2 separate regions of the Anas platyrhynchos genome follow, and region 2 is linked to region 1. Evidence: chromatin contacts called from public Hi-C data. All regions are on one chromosome and are shown on one strand. The core of a region is the stretch at or near the end of the contact, and the rest is flanking DNA. Distances in the headings are between cores, read along the strand shown. Region 1 overlaps GPA33 (glycoprotein A33). Region 2 holds the start of LOC101794005.

Region 1 (6,693 bases), core at 927-3,426:
ATATACTCCTAAGTAATTTAGCAGGGCAAAAAGGACTGTTACTTGAAATAACAGCAGTCACTTAGATTTTCATTTCAGCTCTTACCTGGCAAGAAAGACGTCTCATTTTGGCACTGAACAGAAATAATTACTTCTCAATTGCTGGATGTAAGGGTGGGATAGTATGAGAAATAACAACCAATTTTCTAACCGTTTTTTATATCTCCTCTCTCTTGACAATGACTTTCTAGTCATTCTTACACATTTTCTAGTGTGAAGGCAAACAAAAGTTTGCTCTGAAAGCTGCTTTCCTTTCAGAGATAACTCCTCACATAGAGGAACGGGGCATGAGAAACAGTTGCACCATTTCTGCTTTGAGGATAAAAGAGGCTTCCAAGTCTTTAGGACTGTCACACAAGCCCTAATGTTTTATTTGCTTTTGGTTTGTCAGAATCTGGAAAAAAGTATATGAATTTCCATAACAGAACCTTTGGTAGAACTATTCATACAGTAATAAGGGTTTAATAGCCTTTAAAGTGTAGCAGTGTCACAGGACTCAGATTTATTAATTCAAGCCACTTCCTTTCTTCCTGATACATACAATGTCAGAAGGACAGAGTATGTGTCTGAACCTGCCATTCCTGGTTTTAGTTATAGTAGCACTGCTAAGGAGGTAAACTAAATATGATCAGACTATAGGCTATTCAACTCTCACTAGGTGATTCTTGCATAAATTATGCAAAATATGAAACATACACAGAAACACAAACCTTATTCACTTGACTGGCCACTAAGCGGTGCCAATGCATCATGCACAGCCCTGAACACACCGTAATTTGCCGTCTCAAAGCAACAGCTGTCTGCCCATTCGTTCTGTGCTTTCCTGGGGCAGGAGCCTGTTCTGAGCCATTTCCCCACTATTTCTGTTTTCATCAGAGCACTGCTGTCCAGTAAGCATGCCTGCTGTCTCCTGCCCCCCTACTGGCTGGATGCCCTACTGTCACTACGAGCAATATGCTAAGACTTTGTGCTAAGCAAGTCCTAGTGCTGCACATTGTCCAGAATTCCCTCAGGAGCCACTCCAAAATTGACAGTATCTGACATGCATTTTCCAAAATCAACTCACCAGTCAATTACTTGTGATTTAATATAAGAGGATTTACAGCCCATTAATAGACTGCAATTCTGAGAGCTATAAACATCACACTGAAAAAAAAAAAAAAAAAGTGATGCAAGCTCGGCAGCAAGCTGAGACTAAGAAATGAAGCACGTGGAGTCTGTTATTTCTTGGTTTGCTTGCTCTTTTACTATCTGGCACTAGGCGTCAGCAAAGACTAAACAGAATCCCAGTCCCTCTCATGAGCTGGAAAGAACCAAGGATTACACAGAAAATAACTGGAAAGCCCCTCAAAAGTTTTTGGAGCCTTTAGGTTTTACAGCAGGAATCTGGACCTTTATCAGTAGATCCCAAGGAAAAAACATGGACTCTGCACAAGTGTCAGCTAGAGATGTAACAAGCAAAAACTGACTGCTCTGACAGATGGAGCTAAACTTTAATATATGGTTCTGTGCTCTGTTAGGCTGGATAGAAAATGTCTAGCATCACAGCATTTCCATGCCACTGTATTTCTTCATTTATTTTCACAGCCTGTATGTCTTCTCTCAGACTAAAAAACTGCTAGATAATTTAAATCAGAAATCCTAAGAGCTAGAGGATTGAATAACTTTTTGCCGTTTTACAAGTTAATTCATCAGATGACCACTTCTTAAAGACAAACCACTGGTTTGTGCAGTCTTATGTTTGTAGGCAAAGAGGGCTGCTGGCCATTTTCCCACTGAAAAAAAGCTTTCACTAAGCATACATACTTATTTCCCCTCTACCTACAGTTTTCTTTCTAAAAACAATGTTCAAATGCCACATTCCCTGTGATCAAAACAGCACACTTTGTCCTTCCACAAATCACACGAAATTCCACTAGCGTGGAAACTCCCGAGCAAGATGGAGCAATCCATCAGCTTTAATAACTTCTCATCGCTCCTACCTTCCTGTGCTAGAATTGAAGGGTTGCTGTTCCCATTTCCTTCCCTGTTGTAATTCTTTTCCTGACTGGGTTTGTGTTTCACAACAGGGGAGCAAATAACTCTGAAGAACATCTCAGCGGATACATCTGGCTTTTACATCTGCACTTCAACAAACATTGTGGGAAAGGAATCTTGCAACATGACGGTCAGCGTTGTGCCACGTAAGAGACTAAGTTGCTTATTGGAATAATAGTGCCAGAGGATATATTCAATCTAAATGTGAAAGCTTTAGCAAAGACAGTGTAAACAAAATTATAAAATTATGCTTTCTTGAGGGGAGATCCTAAAAGGCAGCCCTGAGGAGTGCTAATGACCAGGGTGGGCTAACGGGGCTTATTGACAGAGCTTTAAACTAGTTTTGAAGAGGGAAACAACACTTGGTTCTACACCAATGCATGCAGCATGAGGAGCAAGCAAGAGGCGCCAGAAACCTTGGCCCAGTCCAGAACTACGACATCACTGGCATAAGCAAAACCTCGTGGGAAGAGTCCTGTGGCTGGGGTGTTAATGAAGGATGGTTACAGACTCTTCACAAGGGATTGGCAGGGCAGGTGAGGCGGGGTGGTGGTGCTGTATATAATGGTGAGGCTGGGCTGTATGGAGCTTGCAGTTGGCAATGACACAGTTGAAAGCCTTTGAGTAAGGATTAAGGGACAAGCAGATAAAGGGGATGTCATTGTGGGAGCCTACTATAGACCTCCTAGCCAGGATGAGGACACCAATGAATTACTCTGTAAGGATCTAAGAGATACCTCTAGATCAGCCACCCTTGTCCTTATGGGTGACTTCAACTTGCTAAGCGTAAACTGGGAATACCACACAGCTGATGCAAACAGGTACCGGAGATTTCTAAAACACATTAGTGATAAATTCTTGATACAGGAACTAAGGCGGCCGACTAGGAAAGGTGTCCTTCTAGGTTCATTGTTTGTAAACAGAGAGGCTGTCGTGGGTGGAATGGTGATTGGTGGCTCTCTTGGCCATAGTGACCATGAGGTAGTCAAATTTAAAATCTGTGGTGGTAGGAGGAGAACTGCCACCAAAACTTCAACCCTAGATTTGGGTCAGCATAACTCAAGCTGCCCAGGGAACTTGGTAAAATCCCCTGAAAAACTGCTCTTGAAAGTGCTTTGTCCATCAGTACTGGTCAGTTTTAAAGTGCCACCTCTTAAGAGCACAGGTGCAGGCAATTCCAAAATATCAAGCAGGTGGGGCAGAAGGCGGGCTTGCCTAAGCCTGGATCTTGTTCTAGAGATTAGGTGAAAAAAGAAAGCATATGGATGCCAGAAGCAAGGTCAGGCAACACAGGAGGACTACAGAAATGCTGTTCGCCATTGTAGAGAGAAAATTTGTGCATCCAAAGCCCAATTATAGTTGCAGCTGGCCAGTGCTGGGGGGACATTTTTTTTTAAATACGTTAAAAGCAAAAGGAGGACCAGAGATAACACTGGTCTGTTACTTGATGAGGATGGTCACCTCACAAACAGGAACACAGACAAAGCAGATATGTTTAATGCCTTCTTCACCTCTGTCTTCACCACTGATGATGGGCCCTGGGACCCCAGAAGCCCTGAGTTGGAGAACCGTGACTGTGGTAATGATAAACTCCCAACCAACCCTGAATCTGTGCAGGATTTGCTGCTGCAACTAGATGCATTTAAATCTATGGGGCCTGATGGGATTAATACCAGGGTACTCAGAGAGCTGGCTGATGTCATTGTGAAACCTCCCTCAACTTTTTTTCAGTGGTCTTGGGAATCTAGCAAGGTCCCAGTCAACTTGAAGCTGGCAAAAGCTGTTCCAATTTTCAAGAAGGTCAAAAAAGAAAAGTCCTGATAATTACAGACCTGTTAGTCTCACTTCAGTACCTTACAAAATTATGGAGAAGAGTGTTCTGGGAGTTACTGAAAAACACCTGAAAGACAATGCAGTCATTGGTCACAGCCAGCATGGGTTCATTAGGGGAAAGTCTTGCTTAAGGAACTTAATTTCCTTTTATGACAAGATTACCCACGTAGATGACTGAGGGAAGCCCACTGATGTAATCTTTTTGGGTTTCAGTAAAGCTTTCCATGCTGTTTCTCACAGCATCCTTCTGGACAAAATACCCAGCATACAGCTAGACAAATACATAATGTGGTGGGTGAACAACTGGCTAATGGGTTGGGCTCAAAGGTTTATAGTAGATGGGGTTACATCAGGTAATAAGTTTAACAAGAGCAAGTGCGGGATCCTGCACCTGGGAAGGGGCAACCCTGGATATACATACAGACCAGGGGATGAGAGGCTGGAGAACAGCCCCATGGTGAGGCATCTGGAGGTTCTGGTTAACGAGTAGAAGCCAGCAGTTTGCCCTGGCAGCCAAAAGGGCCAACCATACCCTGGGGTGCATCAGGCACAGCCTTGCTAGCCAGTCAAGGGAAGGGATTGTCCTGCTCTGCTCTGGTGTGGCCTCACCTCAAGTACTGCATGCAGTTTCAGGCACCACAATATAAGGAGGACATAAAACTATTAGTATCCAGAAAAGGCTACAAAGATGGTGAAGGGCCTAGAGGACAAAGTGTATGAGGAGCAGCTGAGGTCCCTTGGTTTGCTCAGCCCAGAGCAGAGCAGGCTGAGGGGAGGCCTCATGGCGGCCTGCAGCTCCCTCACGAGGGGAGCGGAGGGGCAGGCGCTGAGCTCTGCTCTCTGGGGACAGCGACAGGACCCGAGGGAACGGCATGGAGCTGGGACAGGGGAGGGTCAGGCTGGGGGTTAGGGAAAGGTTCTGCACCCAAAGATGGTCGGGCACTGGGACAGGCTCCCCAGGGCAGTGGTCACAGCCCTAAGTCTGCCAGAGTTCAAGAAGCATTTGGACAATGCTCTCAGACATAGGGTTTGATTTTTCAGTAGACCCGTCTAGAGAGAGGAGTTGGACTCGGTTATCCTTATCCTTGTGTATCCCTTCCAACTCAGACTATGCAGTGATTCTATTTCTCCTCCTTTATAGCATCCATGAACATTGCCCTTTATGCTGGCATCATTGGAGGAGCTGTTGTTGCAATTGTAGTTATTGGTATTATAGCCTATTGCTGCTGCTGTCGGGGGGACAAGAACACCGACTATGAGATGACGTAAGTACCTTTAGCTAGAAAAGTGAATGGAACATACACTGGTACACATTCTCGCTCTGCTATCAGCCTATGGAGTGGAGAGCACAGTAGAAATGAAGTCACCAAGGAAAGTATGCACTGCTTTCCTCCTTTCTGTTTCTACACTAGTGACTCCCATCTCTTCTCACAGAATATGCCCTTATCACCAGATGCCTTTGTAGTCTCTGGGGTAGAATTCAAACATTCAAACCTTGGCATGCACAGCCACTTGGTAAATAAAATCATGATTGTCTCTCATTTCCCCTAGTCCCGATAGCTGTTTCTGTCCTTGCTAGCCTAAATCACCATAATGCTCTGTATTCAGAAATATCACTCTGATAAAACTTTTCCTTTATGAGAGTAAGACTGCTGTAAGAAGAATGGCATGAGAAAAGATATACCAGTCATCATTTCTCTATACATATTTAATGAAAAAAAAAAAAAGTAGCTCACACACCTTTTGCATCATCAGCAAGACAATTTATGGAGTTTGGTTTGTTACACTTCTAGATCAGCTTAGAGCAATCTAAAACCATTTTAATGCAAAATCTCTTCAGTAAAATTTCTGCCTGCCTTTAACTAACATCTCTATTCCTGAATAATGTTTTAGGGAGACAAAAGATGCAGATGAATTCTCCCAGAGGAATCCTACAGAGAATCAGACAGCAAAAGATGATAATGAAGATGAATGAAGAAAGAAGAGGGAGGCTGATGCCATCTTCATTTTTTTCTGAGGCACAGACATCACTGTAGAAAAGCAAGCAAATTCCTCTCTCTTACTGCAAGAAGGTTTTGTTTTAGAATAATTAAGTAAAAGCTAATAATGTCTTTGTCTTCTAGTTCCTGGGAGAGAATATCCTTGTCTCCCTGGAAAGGAGTATTTAAAATACCACGGGTAATAATATATAACCTCATAGCAGAATAACGCATATGAAGAACTGCTTCACCCACTCATGCAAAAATCACCAGTCTCCTTGACTTCCCCCTTTCTGTAAAAGAAGTCAGTTAAGTCAATTTGGATACAGAGTTGCCACTTTATCCCTAGAGCCACAGAAGGCACAGAAGGTCACAAATTGCAAGTTATCAAGAAAGGGTGGTCTTGTTTATGCTGTTATGTAAGTTTCACAGCTTGTAGCACTGTCTGGTACAGAAATGATTTTATGTGAGATTGAAGCAAGCTGATTTTTTAAGACATTTTATTAAGTGTGTTCTTTGTATATATTATACACCCACATATGAATAAAAATATGGGGAAAAAACAGATGACCGATCAAAGTCTGTTCAAAGCAACAATATATACTAATGGCATGGATAAGGTAACAGAAATAAGCTGCAGTGTTTCAAAAAAGTTAGATGGATTCAGAACAGACAGATGAAAAGATCTGGAAACAGTCTACGAGCCGGCATACTTTCAGATTTTTGAACTTACGAATTCCAGCTCAGAGAATTCCTAAATATTAATTCTCATCACGTTACCCTTTTCTCCTGGCTGTTGTATTGG
Region 2 (6,973 bases), core at 1,806-4,305, 81 kb after region 1:
AGAGGGGCTGGGAACAGCCACCTCGCTGCAGTGAATGTGCACGAGTTCATTTGGCAGTGGCTTCCCTCTTTTCTTGTGTGCATGGGCAGTGCTCACAAACAGGCCTGCCCAGAAGAAAAGGGGACGGTCTCTGAGGGCTCCCTCCCCCCAAATCCGTGCCCCACGTGAGGTGTCCAGGTGTCTTCACAGCACCACGTAGCTGCTGCCCATGGTCCCCAGGGCCAACTACTCTGTGTGGTGTTTCTGGTGGCGCACCAGCTGGGGCTGGAAACGAAAGCATTCCCCACACTGGGTGCAGCGGTACGGCTGCTCGCCTGTGTGGATGCGGGTGTGCTTGATGAGGTTGGAGTTGCCGCTGAAGCCCCGGCCACACTGGCTACATTTGTAAGGCTTCTCACCCGTGTGGGTCCGAGCGTGATTAATGAGGTCAGAGCTCTGCCCGAAACATTTGCCACACTGCCCGCAGGAGTAAGGCCGGACACCATCGTGGGCTCGCTGGTGCTGGAGGAGGTGGGAGTGTTGGCTGAAGCATTTCCCGCAGGCTGGGCACTTGTAGGGCCGCTCGCCTGTGTGCATGCGCTGGTGCTTGATGCAGGTGGAGCTGTCGCTGAAGATCTTCCCGCACTCGCTGCACACGTAGGGTTTGAGCCCGGTGTGGATGCGCTGGTGCTTCAGGAGGTTGGAGCTCTGGCTGAAGCTCTTTCCACACTCCGTGCAGGTGTAAGGCTTCTGGCCCGTGTGGACCCGCCGGTGCTGGATGAGGTGGGAGCTTTGGCTGAAACCCTTGCCGCACTCCCCGCACAGGAACGGGCGCTCCCCGGTGTGCATGCGCTGGTGCTGGATGAGGTGGATGCTCCGGCTGAAGCCCTTGCCACACTCGGAGCAGATGGTGGGCCGCTCTGCGCGGTGGGCTCGCCGTGAGGCTGCTGCCACCCCTCTCTCTTGTCTTTTTACCAGGCTGATGGCAGAGCAAGGCAGCTTAGCCTCCTCTGCCGGCCTATAGTCACCTCGCTGTGCCTCTGAGGAGCCGCGCTGACTTCCGTGGCCATCACCCAACTGTTGGTCTCCTCCTCTGGACCCCACTGCCAACACGTCCTGCTGATCTGCGCTTGCAAAGTGGTTGCGAAGGGGATCTACCTCACCACCTGGAAAAAATGCACAAGTAATTGTGATTATTGCTTGGAGATGGCATGGCAGAGAATGGGCAAGCTCTTCTCCCAGGGAGCCTGGCCTGCACTGTGTAGGAGAAGCAGTAAAGGGAAGGACTGGGAGCAAAGCAAAATCTAGCCATAGGAGCATAGCCTCACCATGCGACACAGAGCATGTGTGCCACAAACAGCAGGATGCTATAGGTGTTTGATAGAATCACGGAATAGCCTGGGTAGGAAGGGACCTTAAAAATCATCCATCTCCAACCCCCCGGCCATAGGCAGGGATGCCACCCACTAGATCACACTGGCCAAGGCCCCCTCCAGCTTGGCTTTGAACACTTCCAGTGATGGGTCTTTCCTTGCCCCTGGGAAACCTTCATATTTTGTCTTAATACTATGTCTTCTCATACATATTTTTAACAGTACACTGACAAGGGCAGGTGGTCTGCCTGCCCTGGGGAGGAAGGAGAAGATTTCAGGATGAGTTGGATGAAATGAAGCAGTTTAAATAACTTTGAGGAAGCTCAAAGAACAATTTGCTTGCTCTGTTTGTAAACTTATCTGCTTTATTTCTCACCCATATGCATCTCTTCCAGCACCTCATGATCTTCATGATCTTGATCTTCTCCTTGGTCCATCTGGGCATTTATGTCAGGTTCAGCAATCAGGAATCCTTCTTACAAAAGCAAACAAAATTAAACTTAGTTGAATATTCAGCAAGAGTGCATCACAGAATATACCTTAAAATCTACTGCACCTGCTGAATATGGGAACAGGCATCACTTCAGGAACATATTCCCTGAACTGTGCTTCAAGCCACCAATCCTTCTTGTTTACTTATGGCTGAGCCAAAGGAAAAATACACCTCTGGACAACTATTCAAGCTCCAGATGCAATTGGCTAACTGGGCAGTCGGGCTCTGGTGTAAAAACCATGCAGTGATGGCGCCTCATTGTGGTCCACTTCATCACTAGCAGTTATTTACTGAAAGGTAATTGTTAATAAGGGATTAGATAATGCCAGAATCAAGGAGACAACTGAGACTTCTTGAACTAGAACCTTGGAGAAAGAGAACAACAAAAAACAGATGTGCAAAAAAGAAACCTTAGAAGTTAGAATAACCTGAGTTCCTGCTTTAAATATTCCCTGAATGCCGAAGGGGACTACCCCTGCAGACACATCATTTCAAGCTGTTCCAAGGTAGGGCTATCTGCAGCCTTACAGCCCTCAGGACTTTACCACTACCAAGAAACCGCTGCGACAGGTTGATGGCACAAGCCAACTCAAAGCAAGTGGACAGGGCAGAAGGAAGAGTTAGTTCCCTTCTGTTACTGGCAGGAACACATCCTTGGTGTTACTGTTTGAATGTGAAAACCAAGGCAGTACGAACACCTGTGCATGTAGGTTTGGGAGGTTACTGGATGCAACATTTATAGCTTTGCTAAAATGAGGTGGGAAGAGTGTCTGATCCGGACCTTTGGCAAACACACCGTGCCATTTGGGGTCCTTGACTTTAGTACAGTCATATAGCACATATCACAACAGCAGATTTTGTGTCCAATGACTTATTTTCTTTACCTCGGCCACTTGCAGGCGGACATTCATCCTCCGGCCGCTCAGCCCCGCAGCCCTCCTGTAGCTGTGGCTGTCTGTCCGTGTCTGTGTCTGTGCAGCCTGCGGGCACCAGGGCAGCGTGGCGCTCCATCCCTCGGGCTCCTCGGGCTCCTCGGGCTCCTGCCGCCTGCCCCCCAGGCGCTGGTCACCCCGGGGCATGCTGGCTTCGTGTCGGTGCGATGGGAGCCCCCCTCCCCACACCGAGCCGAGCCGCGCCTACCTGCAGGGCGCCCAGCGCCAACCCCGCTGCCGGCGGCTGCCGCTTCCTGCTCCGCGGCCAAAGGGCGCCGCTTCCTGGGCGGAGCAGCCGGGCCCAGCAGCGCCGAGCCTGGCTGTTTTGGGGCTGGCACGATGGGGTGGCAGGGGGGCGACTCCCAGCCCTGCCCCTCCACCCCCCCCCCGCCCCGAGTCAGGCAGGAGCTCGGGCCGAGGGGGGCTTGCGGGGGGCGGCTGTGGGAGGAGGTGGCCGGGTCTCAGGGGTGTGAGGGGAGCCCTCTTTCGTGCCATGGTGCCTTTGTTTGCTCGCTGTGGTGACATTTGGGCTTCCCTGCTGCCTTGCCGTGGGCCTGGACCGCTGCCACACTGCTGCAGTGTCATCCTACAGAAAACTACCCAGCTTTTTTAGGAGCTAAAACGCCCCAATACACAGCGTGTGCTTCGTGGTGGTGCACAAAAACTGACAGGCTCAGCACAGGAACGAGCGGTTTTCAAGGAATCTGGGACTCTTTCCTAGAAACAAAGCATAAAAAACACCCCCAAAGCCACTCAGATTTCCTTTTCACTTAAAGCGATTGTTAGCAAGGCACAAAAGCGATTTGAGTTAGTCAGAAACCTCAGTGACTGTGTGCCCTAAACAATATGGGAATTGCAATTAGGAGTGAAATGAGAAAGGTTGTTTTGTCACGCGGAGGCTTTGTTTGTTAGGTTTAAGCGTCAATTTGCATTAAAGACTTGCTGTTGGAGAAGTCTGTCTGATATGGGCTCGTTAGGCTTGCAGTCTGTGATTTCTCTGGGTCCAAACAGATGGAGAAATGGCCATCAACAAAATAAGCTGGGAATACCGAAATAGAATGAAAGGGAAAACATAGCCCCATCAGTTTGTAAAGCAGTACGACTGTCAGGCGCATTGCTGCATCCCAGTCATGTTTGCAGCACAGCACATCTGCTTAGAAATATGGAGGGTAGAGGACCAATATGTTCACAGTCAAAGTACAAATGCATAGAGACAATAGAGAGAGGAAAGTAGTCCTGCACATGAAGCTAAAGTACTGCCCATGGCTTTGACACTGATAGGAGGGGACACTGTAGGCTCAGGCATCAGCCTGCTGTCCAGCATCAGTGAAGAAAACTGCTAAATTCATTTCCAAATACGTATTGAAAAAGAGGTGATTGGAAAACCTCAGAGTGGACAAACTGTGGACAAACCCCAACTGACCACCCTGATTCCTATCAAGACATGGCTGGTGATAGGGATGAAAAGAGAACAGGGGATGTAATATACCTTGTTTCTAATAAGGCTTCTGATGGGTTACTGCATCTGCTTTGGAAACTGAGAGGCTGAAAACTTACTGGTCCTCCAGGCTCAGCCAACGTTTTAATGTCTAATTCATGACCCATAACAGCCGGTGGTTAGTAATGACTTTTTTTTTTTTTTTTTTTTTAATGAGCAATTTGGGTGATGAGAAAGAACACATCCATGGCCAGTTAGCAGGTGATACTGAAATGGAGTGGGAGCTGAGATATTCATACATCAAAGATTCAGTTCCAAGGTAACCTGAGAAACTCAAGAATTGGGCCAACAAACCTGATGTAGTTTAACAAGGAGAAGGGCAAAGTTCCTCATGCATGTCAGAGGATGTGCATTAGCACAGGTTGGGAGCTGGCTGCTTGAGTAAGAGCTGTGCTGAAGAGGATCTGCACCAAGGTCCTACACCAAGCAGAATATGGCTCAGGCAACCTGCTTACTGGGCTACATCCAAAAAAGCATGGCTGGCAGACTGGGAGGTTATCATCCCTCTCTGTTCAGAGCTGCTAAGGCCACAACTGTAATACTGTGTCCAGTTTTGCCCTTCAGAAAGGATGGACCTTCCTTCAAAAAGGATGTGGAAGAACTGGCAAGGGCTCCTGAGGTGGTTAGGAGCCTAGGGCACACAAAGAGTGAGCAGAAACTGAGGGAGTTGGTGCTGTTTGCTCTAGCAAAGATGCTTGAACAACTACTTGAAAGGATGTATAAAGGCAGTGGAAGCAAAGTGGGCTTTGCCTACAAGGGGAGTTGCCCCTAAAATGCCAGCTTAGTGGGAGATGATAAAACAAGGCAAATGTGGTTTGAAAAATTTAGGCTGGATATTGAGAAAATCTTCATTTTGAGGGTAGTGGATGAGAGGAACAGGCTACCTTAAAGAGGTTGCTGGATCTCATTCTTGGGGGTTTTTCAAACCTGACAAAGCCGTGGCTGACCGGATCTGGTGCTGGTGATAGCTCTGCTTTGAGCAGGAGGTTGGACTCTGGAGGACTCTTCCAATCGACATTTCTGTGATTCCAAGAGCAAGATATAAGCAATTACATGATACAATACATATATCATCCTGCAGACCATTCATTAATTACAAGTTGGCAGTTTGGGATAAATCTTCCCAGGAAAGTTTAGCTGTTTTAAAAATGCATAAAGCAATGAAGTACTCAAAATGGGTAATGCAATCATATTTCAAGGAAGATAAAAAGAAGCAAAGCATCTCCAGGTTGATAAAAATGGTAAACTGGCATTTACTAGGTCACTCTTAAATATAACTGCCTGAAACTGGACATATGCTCTCAAAAAAGTTCTTGCATTTCAAAGTAGTTGTATGAGTTCAGATGCACCACCATGTCAAGCCTTGTCTCCATTTTTTACTACTTCAGAGCAACTTTACTGTTCAGTGATTTTGAGCTTCAGATTTGGAAGTACCTCTTTTTGTTTTGATAAAGCTGATATAGCAGCTTTAAAAGGTTCTACATGTATGCATTTAGTGTTAAAAGTACTTTTTTTCTTGTTAAAAAAGCGAACAGCACTTCAACAGCTGAAATGACCAAAACCCCATGTCTAATGAAGAATTCATTGGAGCAAAACAATATAAAAACCCTAATGAGAATTACAGTAGAAAAGGAGAAGCACTACATGGGGGAATAACTATTTTTCCACTTTGCTGCTAGCTCTAGCTAACCTTTGGTGTTACCATTCTCTGGATATTGAAGAATACCGTATCTACCCAACAGTCTTTATAATAATTATTTTACAACCAGCTAAACTGCCATCTGAATAGAATGGAGGAAAGTTTTAAAGACATTTGAAAGATTGTGGCTGCACACTGAAGATTGTTTCTTGAACTTACCTATTGATCAACCACTTTCACCTGCACCGAAAGAGCTTTCAGTGCAGAGTGATACATTAATCACTCATATGTAGAGCACTGACATTCTGCACAACTGCTAAAAGAGAAATAAACAATGAGAGCAGTTTGCTGTCTTCTTCTTCATTTGACAGAAAACGCTCCTGTAAGTATTTTAGCTTTAAACCAGTGACACATGCAATTTTCCACAGCTTAGGTAAGATTGCTTGTTTACGCTGCAAAAAGTTAAGTGTAGTGCCTTCCAAGAGGATAATGATATCCCCTGGTTTGGATTTGAAGTACAAAAGCATTTCCCCCCCCTCCCCCCAGATGTTTCTGACATGGGAATTACAGAATCTCCAAATGGCTGAAGTTGGAAGACACCCCTGGAGATCATCTAGTGCAGCCTCTTCCTCAAGCAGAGCCTCCTAAAGAAGGCTGCCCAGGATCACATCCAATCAGTATCTGTATATCTATATGTCTCCATTACATCCATGTTACATTTCACAGGAGAAAAAAAAAAAAAAAAAAAGACAGGAAGCAAACTACTACCAAATTGATTAAGAAAAGCAAGCAATTGCTTTATTAGTGCAAAAATGCAAGTACCTGAATCTAGGCATATGCTCACAAATAAACAAGCCAGCGAACTTCCAAACCGTAGCAGCATCATTGTATCATGTTCCATTTTTTAGTATTTCAGAGCAGCTTAATTGTGTTTCAAAGACATACATTCTTCAGCCTACAATACGTGCCAGTTATCTGGAAGGATTCCAGGTCGAGGTATTCATATTGTGTCTGGGTAGTAACTGCTGCTTTAAGCATGTTGCATTGAATCAAATCTGC

The links. A called contact is a pair of places that touch in the nucleus more often than the background predicts.
Region 2: a contact with region 1 is called in a Hi-C map of subcutaneous adipose tissue, with 2.3 times the contacts expected there. The contact joins the promoter of LOC101794005 here to the enhancer-like site in region 1. A contact is called at or near these places in 3 of 8 Hi-C or Micro-C datasets (liver, skeletal muscle and subcutaneous adipose tissue).

Annotation. Positions count from the first base shown.
Region 1 is chr1:96,767,900-96,774,592 of IASCAAS_PekinDuck_T2T, forward strand. It overlaps GPA33 (glycoprotein A33), which reads left to right. Exons shown (of 7, transcript XM_005017662.6): 5 at 2,109-2,222; 6 at 5,051-5,174; 7 at 5,803-6,455. The coding sequence ends at 5,884. Among named protein-coding and RNA genes, the nearest start is that of GPA33, 10 kb to the left of the region's middle. Within about 2 kb of position 2,177, at least 1 of the 8 cell types and tissues checked has an H3K27ac peak or open chromatin away from gene starts, as enhancers often do. A contact at or near this core is called in subcutaneous adipose tissue, where this site is marked.
Region 2 is chr1:96,848,224-96,855,196 of IASCAAS_PekinDuck_T2T, forward strand. It overlaps LOC101794005, which reads right to left and starts at 3,056. Exons shown (of 3, transcript XM_038184141.2): 1 at 2,730-3,056; 2 at 1,729-1,824; 3 at 1-1,145. The coding sequence starts at 2,856. The coding sequence ends at 226.